Regions from separate parts of the Ornithorhynchus anatinus genome. Here region 1 is linked to region 2. Evidence: chromatin contacts called from public Hi-C data. All regions are on one chromosome and are shown on one strand. The core of a region is the stretch at or near the end of the contact, and the rest is flanking DNA. Distances in the headings are between cores, read along the strand shown. Region 1 holds the start of SGO1 (shugoshin 1). Region 2 holds the start of RAB5A (ras-related protein Rab-5A).

What was found. A called contact is a pair of places that touch in the nucleus more often than the background predicts.
Region 1: a Hi-C map of liver shows a contact between it and region 2, with 9 times the contacts expected there. The contact joins the promoter of SGO1 here to the promoter of RAB5A in region 2. A contact is called at or near these places in 2 of 2 Hi-C or Micro-C datasets (fibroblasts and liver).

What each region holds. Positions count from the first base shown.
Region 1 is chr8:43,539,850-43,545,726 of mOrnAna1.pri.v4, forward strand. It overlaps SGO1 (shugoshin 1), which reads right to left and starts at 4,426. Exons shown (of 12, transcript XM_016227379.3): 1 at 4,380-4,426; 2 at 1,112-1,208; 3 at 1-33.
Region 2 is chr8:43,390,528-43,396,003 of mOrnAna1.pri.v4, forward strand. It overlaps RAB5A (ras-related protein Rab-5A), which reads left to right and starts at 4,138. Exons shown (of 6, transcript XM_007667437.3): 1 at 4,138-4,225.

The DNA.
Region 1 (5,877 bases), core at 3,176-5,675, 150 kb after region 2:
AGCTATGTATATTATCCAGTGACATGTATCCCTCTATTGGCGCAAAGAGAAAGAAAATTCATTTTTCACAGTAGGAAGTTGTTAAATTTTTGTTTCTCACGCTGAAATGACATTTCTCAATGTAATTGCACATTTGCAATTTACCCGGCAGGCACGGATTTTCCAAACTTAGAGAATCTGAGTCCTAAGGCTTCATCCAAGAATATCTTAGATACCGAGAGGATGCACTACCAGCTTTTGGCGAGCAAATCGGTCCAACAGAATCGACAGTTGCTGCCTCCCCAGAGTCAATCCAGTCTAGACCTATTCTGACATCGAGAGCAAATATGGAGTGTTACAGTTTGCAGACTGACTATAAAGTTACCCCCCAACTTCCCAAGATTTAGTTCAGTGTGGTCCACCCCACAGGACCGCTGCAGGCCACCTTACCAACTCAAGGGAGTTGGGATCCCTACTACATTTCTTTCCCAGTGCTTAGTACAGTGCTCTGCACGCACAGTAAGTGGGATCTGCTTATGGCCCTCAACCCCATTTCTGGGCCTACTTCAATAGGGGGAATAGACTGGGGTGCCAGGACCAGAGTCACCTCCAACCTTCCCTTCTTAAGTATAAGGTCCTTGTTGGCAGGGTGCATGTCTAGTCATTCATTCACTCATTCAGTTGTATTTACTGAGTGCTTACTGTGTGAAGAGCACTGTTCTAAGCACTTGGAAAGTACAATAACCAGTAAAAAGAGAGAATCCCTGCCAACTCTGATGTATTGAATTCTCCCAAGTGCTTAGTGCTGTGCTAGGCTAGTGCTCAATAAATACCACTGACTGATTAACCTCAGCCAAAGACTCCAACATTTGCCAGAAGAAATCCCCATTACTCCGGTATGTGAGGTGGCTGGCCTCAGCTACAGTCACAAAGGCTGGTGTTTACGACTCATTCATTCACTCAATAGTATTATTGAGCGTTTACTGTGTGCAGAGCACTGTTCTAAGCACTTGGGAGAATACAATACAACAATAAGCAGACACATTCCCTGCCTAAAACAAGCTTACGGTCTTAGGGAATTACCAGGGGAACAGCCCACGACCTTCCAGAGAGAATTTAGGTCAGCCTGTACCTATACTTCCATATGAGGAGCACCCCAATCTGTGGTGACGATTGGATTATTCGATAAATCAGATTTCCAGGCTTGTTTTTCTGTCAGCAATGCCAAACTATTAAAAAAAAAAAACAAAAACCCTTTCACCATTCAACAGCACTTTGTGGCGCTTTCACATTTAATTTTCTTCTCTTCAGTCCCATAGTATTTAGTAATAATAATAATAATGTTGGTATTTGTTAAGCGCTTACTATGTGCAGAGCACTGTTCTAAGCGCTGGGGTAGATACAGGGTAATCAGGTTGTCCCATGTGAGGCTCACAGTTAATCCCCATTTTACAGATGAGGTAACTGAGGCACAGAGAAGTTAAGTGACTTGCCCGCAGTCAGCTAAGTGGCAGAGCCGGGAGTCGAACCCATGACCTCTGACTCCGAAGCCCAGGCTCTTTCCACTGAGCCACTGTTCTGCACAAACTGCCCCAGAATGCAAAATTTCTTTACCTTTTCCACCATAAACATGTTCATTCTGACCCCAACAGTTTTCTACCCAACTCCAATTCCCGATCCTTTCTTCAAGCATTCCCCTGGCTGCAGCAGTCACCCCACATCATGTGAAAATAGGCTCTTCAAATTTGGTACTGTAAGGGTACTTAAATATCAACCTTGTCAAGTACGGTAACAGTATTTACAAAATAACAGGTTACGCCTCCCAGTTCATCACAGGGCTGTCGAGGATTCTAAAACCAGAACGAAATCGTCCAGTAAGGCTACGCGCGATGATGTGCCCATATTAACGCTGCTAAACATAATTAAGTTTCGTTCACAAATCCTTTAAAACACTAACGGATTTAATAATCGTAATAATTATGGTGTTTGTTAAGCACTTATGTGCTGAGCACTGTTCTAAGCGCCGGGGTAGATACAGGGTAATCAGATTGTCCCACGTGGGGCTCACATTTTTTATTTTATTTTTTTTTAGAAAGGTACCCTTGGCAGGTGGTTATTAGAGCTGGAAAATCCTGTCCACAGTGTGAATTTCCAGTTGATGACCTAATATTAAAAACACGACCGCTCCCATTAAGAGTTGCTTTTCACTTTCAAGTGTGATGTCAACAGTTTTCTTTCCTACATTAGACTTCCTACTGTAAACCAGACTCCGGACAGATTTGTTTATAGCGGGTGCCTGATGACATTGGTGTTTGTGAAACGCTTACTATGTGCAGAGCACTGTTCTAAGCGTGGTGTAGGTTCGGGGAGGGGGGGGCAATTAGCTGCAGGACGGGGTGGACCGAGCAGAAGTTCTGCCTCCCCAAACCAATGTCACGGCCACGACCTGTTCATCCCAAGCGCTTAGTACAGTGCTCTGCACATAGTAAGCGCTCAATAAGTACTATTGAATGAATGAATGCCATCTCCCTGCATTCGGGGGGGGCGACCGTCGTGCAGGGTGGTGGAAGTGGAGGGTCGCCTGAGTCTGTTGGGGCGAGGTGAAAGAATGAAAGTCCTGACCTTCGGTCTCCTTCCCACCACTCCTGGGAAGAACGTTTTGCCCAGCACATTTCTCTTGCGCACGACAGTAAGGAGGAGAGACCGGTGACTCGGTAGATCCCACGGATCCCTATGGCAGTTGGTGTCCAGAGTCCTCCGACGACCCTGATAGTTACCACACTACCGTGTCCTAATGGGAAGCTGGGAATCGGGGTGGGGGGGCGGGGGTATATTCCTGTGGGACCTTGGGCATGTTAACCTCTTAGGGTCTCAGTTTCCTCATCTGTAAAATGGGGATAAGCCATCCCCTTCTCCCTCCCTGTTTTGAGTCTCGCGTGGGGCGGGAGGTTGTGTCTGATCTTATTCGGGTGGCATACAGAGAAGCTGCGTGACTCAGTGGAAGGAGCGCGGGCTGGGAGTCGGAGGTCATGGGTTCAAATCGCGGCTCCGCCACCTGTCAGCTGGGGGACTTTGGGCCAGACACTTCACTTCTCGGCGCCTCAGTTCCCTCATCTGTAAAATGGGGATGAAGACTGCGTGCCGCACGCGAGCATCCTCTCCAGCGCTTAGATCGGTGCTCAGCACATAGATCCCCACATTATTATTCTCGGTGCGACAACTTGATGACCCTGTATCCCTTCCAGCGCTCAGAACAGTGCTCGGCACATAGTAAGCTCTTACCAAATCCCGACATTATTATTTTCGGTGCCTCAGTGACCTCATCTGTAAAATAGGGCTGAAGACTGTGAGTCTCAGGCGGGACAACCCGAAGACCCTGTGCCTACCCCAGCGCTTAGGACAGTGCTTGGCACATAGTAAGCGCTTAACAAACAGCGACATTATTATTCTCGGGGCCTCAGTGATCTCATCTGGAAAGTGGGGATGAAGACTGGGAAACTCAAGTGGGACAACCCGATGACCCTGTGCCTACCCCCAGCGCTTAGGACAGTGCTTGGCACATAGTAAGCGCTTAACAAATAGCGACATTATTATTCTCGGGGCCTCAGTGATCTCATCTGGAAAGTGGGGATGAAGACTGGGAAACTCAAGTGGGACAACCCGATGACCCTGTGCCTACCCCCAGCGCTTAGGACAGTGCTTGGCACATAGTAAGCGCTCAACAGATCCCCACATTATTATTCTCGGGGCCTCAGCGACATCATCTGGAAAGTGGGGATGAAGACTATGAGCCGCAGGTGGGACAACCTGTTGACCCTGTGTCTCCCCCAGTGCTTAGAACAGTGCTTGGCACATAGTAAGCGCTCAACAGATCCCCACATTACTATTCTTGGGGCCTCAGTGACCTCATCTGGAAAAGGGGGATGAAGACTGGGAGCCCCAGGTGGGACAAACCGGTGAACCTGTGCCTACCCCCAGCGCTTAGGACAGTGCTTGGCACATAGTAAGCGCTCAACACATCCCCACATTATTATTCTCGGGGCCTCAGTGACCTCATCTGGAAAATGGGGATGAAGACTGGGAGCCCCAGGTGGGACAACCCGATGACCCTGGGCCTACCCCCAGCGCTTAGGACAGTGCTTGGCACATAGTAAGCACTTAAATAGCGACCATATTATTCTCGGTGCCTCACTGATCTCATCTGGAAAATGGGGATGAAGACTGGGAGCCCCAAGTGGGACAACCCGATGACCCTGGGCCTACCCCCAGCGTTTAGGACAGTGCTTGGCACAGAGTAAGCGCTTAACAGATCCCGGCATTATTCTGGGGGCCTCAGTGACCTCATCTGGAAAAGGGGGATGAAGATCCCAGCGGTTAGAATCACCCGCGGCCACACCAACCTGGAGGGGACGGGACGAGCCGAGCCGAGCCGGGCCGAGCCGAGCCCGAGCCCGAGCCCGAGGCCGAGCCCGAGGCCGAGCCCGAGCCCGAGCCCGAGGCCGAGCCGAGCCGAGCCGAGCCGAGCCCGAGCCGCGCCGAGCCGAGCCGGACCGAAGGGGCTTCGGTTGCTCGCGTCCCCGGCTCTTTCCTATTCGAAATTCCCCGCCCGCTTCTCCCATTGGTGGAGCCCGGCCGCTCACGTGACGGGGGGAGAGGGCGGGGCCTCCACCCCCCCGGCACGTGATAGGGGAGAGGGCAGGGCCTTCCCCCCCCCCCCCGGCACGTGACAGGGGTGAGTGCGGCGTGGGCGGCGGGAGCGGGGCATCCGGGTCTTCGCGTTCGCTTGCTCGGGTGGCGGCGCGCGCAGGAGGCGGCTGGGGCGTGGGAGGGGAGGGGGGCGGGGGGACCGCGCTGCGAAGGCTCCCTAAGGGCTGGGCTCTCGAGGGCGCCACCTGGCGGGAGACGGGGAAATAGTCCCCATCCCCCTTTTCCAGATGAGGTGACTGAGGCCCAGAGAAGGGAAAGGACTTGGCCACAGTCACCCAGCTGACAAGTGGGATTCGAACCCATGACCCCAGCCCGGGCTCTTTCCACTGAGCCACGCTGCCTAGCTCCGCACCCCATAATGAATTGAATGATGACCGACTGAGACTGGGAGCCTCACGTGGGACAACCCGCTGACCCTGTATAATAATAATAATAATGTTGGTATTTGTTAAGCGCTTACTATGTGCAGAGCACTGTTCTAAGCGCTGGGGTAGACACAGGGGACTCAGGTTGTTCCACGTGGGGCTCACAGTCTTAATCCCCATTTTACAGATGAGGTCACTGAGGCCCAGAGAAGTGAAGTGGCTTGCCCACAGTCAGCTGACAAGTGGAAGAGCCGGGACTCGAACCCATGACCTCTGACTCTGAAGCCCAGGCTCTTTCCACTGAGCCACGCTGCTTCCCCCCTGTATCTGCCCCAGTGCTTAGAACAGGGCTCTGCACATAATAATAATAATAATGATGATGGTATTTGTTAAGCGCTTACTATGTGCAAAGCACAGTTCTAAGCTCTGGGGGGGGATACAAGGCGAGCAGGTTGTCCCACGTGGGGCTCACAGTCTTAATCCCCATTTTACAGATGAGGGAACTGAGGCACATAGTAAGCGCTTAACAAATACCAACATTATTATTATTATTATTATTATTACTAAGCTCTGGGAACGTACAGTTCGGCAACAGAGTAGGCCATCCCGGCCCAACCCCGGGCTCACAGTCTAAAAGCGGGGAGACGGACAACACAACAAAATAAGTGGGCCTCAGTACAAGAGGAGCGGCTTAATGGAAAGAGCCCGGGCTTGGGAGTCAGAGGTCGTGGGTTCTAATCCCGGCTCCGCCACTTGTCAGCTGGGTAACTTTGAGCAAGTCACTCTTCACTTCTCTGGCCCTCTGTGACTTCATCTGGAAAATGGG
Region 2 (5,476 bases), core at 2,888-5,387:
CATGTATTTCTTTCCCAGTGCTTAGCACATATTAATCACGTAAATATTATTATGAGTACAACCAGAAAGAAGTCAAGGTTAATGCTAAGGTTGTACACTTATAGGATGGGGAGGGGTGGGATGGTGTTGTCGCTGACGAGCGGGTTTGGGAAGGAGAAGAAGGAATTCAGTTGTCAACACGGATCAATCAATGGTATTTACTGAGTTCTTTCTGGGTGCAGAGCACTGTACTAAGCGCTTGGGAGAGTACAATATAATAGAGTTGGTGGTAGTAATAGTATTAAGCACTTTTGGTGTGCATAGCACTGTATTAAGCACTGGGAGAAAATATATGGTCATTGTCCCTCGTGGGGCTCACAATCAATCTATCAATCAATGAACAATGGTATTTATTGAGCCATTACTATGTGCAGAGCGCTATACTAAATGCTTGGAAAAATACAAAACAACAGAGTTAGCAGGCACGTTCTCTGCCCATAACAAGCTTACAGTCTAGAGGGGGAGACGGACATTAATATGAACATATAAGTAATTTATAATGTATATTATGTATAACATATAATACATAATTTAAAGATATGCATAATCTAAAAGTTTAAGTGAGGCAAAGAGATTGGAGATAGATACATCAGGACTGCTGAAACATTAAAACGCAGCACAGACAAATGGAAAAAATAGACTCATAGTCTCGGCAGCAGCGGAGGGGTCCAAGAATGTGCGGGAGGAGGCCGGGAGCGGAGCCCCTCGGCGATGTGTCCCTCCTGGCTGATTAGCGTTTAGAGGAGCCGTGGAGGTTGCTCGTAGCGGAGGTACGATTTTTTTTTGTCTTCCCCCAAGCTTTAAGTAGACACGATACCTGCCCATGAGGAGCATGAGGAGTCTAAAGGAGATATGCTAGCTTGAGGTACTGGCAGGGCATCCCTGTAGAGATACCTGGAGGCAGGAGGAAATGCAAGATTGCAAAGGAGAGAAGTCCAAGTAAATGAGATAGAATTGCCAGTCACTGACATACTATCATATGTACTTGGCCCAGTGCTTAGAACAGAGTGTGAGAGTAAGCACTTGACAAATACCATTAAAAAACCGGTAAGCTTGGTTCTAAGTGTCCTTACGGGAATTTCTTATATATTCAACAAATAAACCATCATTCCCCAGCAGAGTTCCCTTTGTTAGAACAGTGCTTGGCACATAGTAAGCGCTTAACAAATACCATAATAATGATTATTATTATTGCCTGTGGGATGTCCTTAGACGCCATATCTAGTAGTTTCAGTGGTTTAATTAAAAAAAAAAAGTTTGTAGACTTAATGCACCAATATAGGGCACCTACTGAAATTTTGCAGTCTTCTACCTTGAAAATTTTGGCCAGGGTCCTCCAACACTTGAAGATGATGAAATCTTTTAGTTAAGGGGATGAGCAATGAGAGGGAGGAGGGGATGCTATAAAAGCAAACACAAGGGTTCATGGAACAAATGACAATTTCATCAAACAGGAAGGCAGCATATTCTACTGATAATTTTCAGTAATACACTTTTTTTCATATTTTGAATGGCCAGTGACAGCAATTAATCTCTAAAGTAGCAGCGAGACCTCTGTAAGGGTAAGGTTGGTGTTGACTTTTGTCCTTTTGGATCTGGGTTCATCGCTGATTAGGATTTGGGAGGGGATCCTGACTCTGTATCTCAGGGGCAGAAACCAGAGATAAGGACACCCAAAAGGTCACACCACCATCCTTCAAATGTGGAGGAGATTTGAGCCCATTGTATGGACAGTTGTGCTCCGCCCTTGGCCAAACGGAGAGGTGGGTGGTCCTGGGAGGGTCTGACCTTTACCCACCCGCCGAATGGTGGAGACTAAACTGTAGTCTGGACTCTAGATTGTAGAAGCACCGTGGTTCAGTGGAAAGAGCCCGGGCTTGGGAGTCATGGTCGTGGGTTCGAATCCCCACTCTGCCCCTTATCAGCTGTGTGACTGTGGGCAAGTCACTTCACTTCTCTGGGCCTCAGTGACCTCATCTGTAAAAATGGGGATTAACTGTGACCCTCAGGTGGGACCACCTGATTACCCTGTATCTACCCTAGGGCTTAGAACAGTGCTCTGCGCATAGAAAGCACTTAACAAATATCAACATTATTATGGGCAGGGATTGTATCTTATTATTACTGTATTTATTCAATTGGGAGGAGCAGCGTGGCTTAGCGGAAAGAGCACTGTCTTGGGAGTCACAAGTGGTGGGTTCTAATCCCTGCTCCGCCACTTGTCAGCTGTGTGACTTTGGATAAGTCACTTAACTTCTCTGTGCCTCAGTTACCTCATCTGTAAAATGGGGATTAAGACTGTGAGCTCCTCGGGGGACAACCTCATTACCTTGAATCTCCCCCAGTGCTTAGAACAGCTCGTGGCACACTGTAAACGCTTAACCAATACCATTATTATGAGAGGCAGCGTGGCTCTGTGGAAAGAGCACGGGCTTGGGAGTCCGAGGTCATGGGTTCTAAATCCCGACTCTGCCGCTTGTCAGTTGTGTGACTTTGGGCAAGTCACTTCACTTCTCTGTGCTTGTCACCCCCTCTGTAAAATGGGGATGAAGACTGTGAGCCCCACGTGGGACAACCTGATCACCTCGTGTCCCCCTCAGCGCTTAGAACAGTGTTTTGCACATAGTAAGTGCTTAACAAATACCATTATTATTACTATTATTATTACCCAAGTGCTGTGGGAGTCTTACTACTGTGAGCCCGTTGATGGGAAGGGACTGTCTCTCTTTGTTGCCGACTTGTGCTTTCCAAGTGCTTAGTCCAGTGCTCTGCACATAGTAAGCTCTCAAAAAATATGATTGAATGAATGAATTGTACTTTCCAAGCGCTTAGTCCAGAGCTCTGTCCATAGTAAGCGCTCCATAAATACGACTGAATGAAAGAATGAATTGCACTTTGCAAGCGCTTAGTGCAGCGCTCTGCACACAGTAAGCTTCCCATATGACTGAATGAATTGTACTTTCCAAGCCCTCAGTGCAGCGCTCTGCATGGGGTAAGCACTCCACAAATACGACTGAATGATGAATGAATGAATGAATGAATGAATGAATGAATGAATGAAAGGACTGACAGACTGAATGAAGGAATGAAATGAATGACTGAATGAAATGAATGACTGAATGAAATGAATGAATGACTGAATGAAATGAATGAATGAATGAATGAAAGGACTGACAGACTGAATGAAGGAATGAAATGAATGACTGAATGAAATGAATGAATGACTGCCTGACTGAATGAATGACTGAATGAAAGAAATGAATGACTGAATGAATGGCCGAGTGACTGAATGAATGACTGACTGAATGAATGAAATGAATGACTGAATGAAATGAATGAATGACTGCCTGACTGAATGAATGACTGAATGAAATGAATGACTGAATGAATGACCGAGTGACTGAATGAATGACTGAATGAATGAAATGAATGACTGACTGACTGACTGAATAAATGAAATGACTGACTGATTGAATGAATGAATGAAATGACTGACTGAATAAAATGAATGAATGACTGCCTGACTGAATGAAAGAAATGAATGACTGACTGACTGAATGAATGAATGAATGAATGAAATGAATGACTGAACGAAATGAATGAATGACTGCCTGACTGAATGAAAGAAATGAATGACTGAATGAAATGAATGAATGAATGAATTGAATGACTGCCTGCCTGCATGAATTGAATGAATGAATTGAATGAATGAATTGAATGAATGATTGAATGACTGACTGACTGAATGAATGGAGGCCGTTGCCTCGGTAACGACAGGGGGCGGGGGGGGGCCCTCCCCGAGGGCGGTGGCGGGGTCACGTGGTCGGCGGCGGGGTCACGTGGTCGGCGGCCGAAGCCGGGCCGGGGGGTGGGGGGAGGGGCAGCGAAGGAGGGAGGCGGAAGTGAAGGCAGGGCGGCGCACGTTTCGCGCAGGGACGTGGCGGGCGGAAGTGGCGGCCGCGCGTTGGGCCTTCTGTTTGTGTTTTGGTTCAGCAGCGGCAGCAGCAGCAGCAGGAGGAGGAGGAGGAGGAGAAGGAAGTAGTGGATCCCCCGGCCCGGGCACCGGCGGACGAGGAGGAGACTACGGAAGCCGGCGGGGGCCCGGCCAGTTTTCGCGGAGCGGCCCGAGGACCGGCCGCCGTCCCTTCGCCCTCCGGACGCCGCCGCCGCCGCGCAGCCTTCCCAGGTAGCCTCCCCATCCCTTCCTCCCGCCGCCCACCCGCTCCCCCGCCAGGTTGGTGGGGTTGTATTATTTTCCTCAGGCCTCACGGGCCGGAGCCCAGCCGGTGGGGGGTGGTGGGGGGGGGGTGTCACCCTCCTGCCGGCTCAAGATGGCGGCGTGGGAAGGGCTGGAGGAGCAAGGACCGGCCGGGGGGGGGGGGAGGGGGGAGAGCGGCTCATTTCCCAGACGCCTTCACGGCCTGAGCAAGAGTGAAGGCGGTCGAAGGGACTGGACCTGGGCAGGGCCGCAATGGCGAGGGCCTCGTCCCCTCTCCCCTCATCCCGTCGCCTTGACGGAGCTCTCACCCTGCGCACAGCGCCTGGACCGGACGCCTCGTCCGCATTCATTCCTTCAATCCTAACTATTGAGCGCTTACTACGCGCGGAGCCCTGGACTGAGCGCTCGGAATGACCAGGTCGGCAACAGACCCAGTCCCTGCCCTTTGACGGGCGCACAGTCTAATCGGGGGAGACGGACAGACGAGAACAGTAGCAAGAAAGAGAGTCGAGGGGAAGAACATCTCGGAAAAACAAAGGCAACTAAGTAGAATCAAGGCGGGGGACGTTTCATTAACAAATAGGGTAATGACAATGTAGACAGTTGAGCAGACGAGTAAGGTGCTGAGGGGGAGGAGCGGGGGGAAAGGGGGGGAAAAGAGGGTTAAGCTGCGGAGAGGTGAAGGGGGGACGGTAGAGGGAGAAGGGGAGCTCAGTCTGGGAAGGCCTCTTGGAGGAGGTGAGTTTTAAGTAGGGTCCGCAGACACCGTCCCGGCCCCACAACGGGCCCCCCGGTCTGAAAGGGGGAAGACAGACCACAAAACAGGACAACGCCGGCCGGAGGGATTCGAAAGCCATCCCTACCATCCCTCATTCGTTCAGTAGTATTTATCGAGCGCTTACTCTGGGCAGAGCGATGGACTGAGCGCTTGGAGTGGACGGTTCGGCAGCAGAGACGGTCCTGGCCCCGCAACGGGCTCCCAGTCCGAAAGGGGAGAGGCAGATAACAAAACAAAGCAGGTCAAAAGGGATTCGAAAGCCATCCCTATCATCATTCATTCAGTAGTATTTATTGAGCGCTTACTCTGGGCAGAGTGCTGGACTGATTATTTAGAGTGGACAGTTCGGTTACAGATATGCACGGGGGGACATAAAGCCTTCCTTTTACTCGACTCCACAAAGGAGGTGAATGCCCCCAAAAGAGCCCATCTGCCATCAC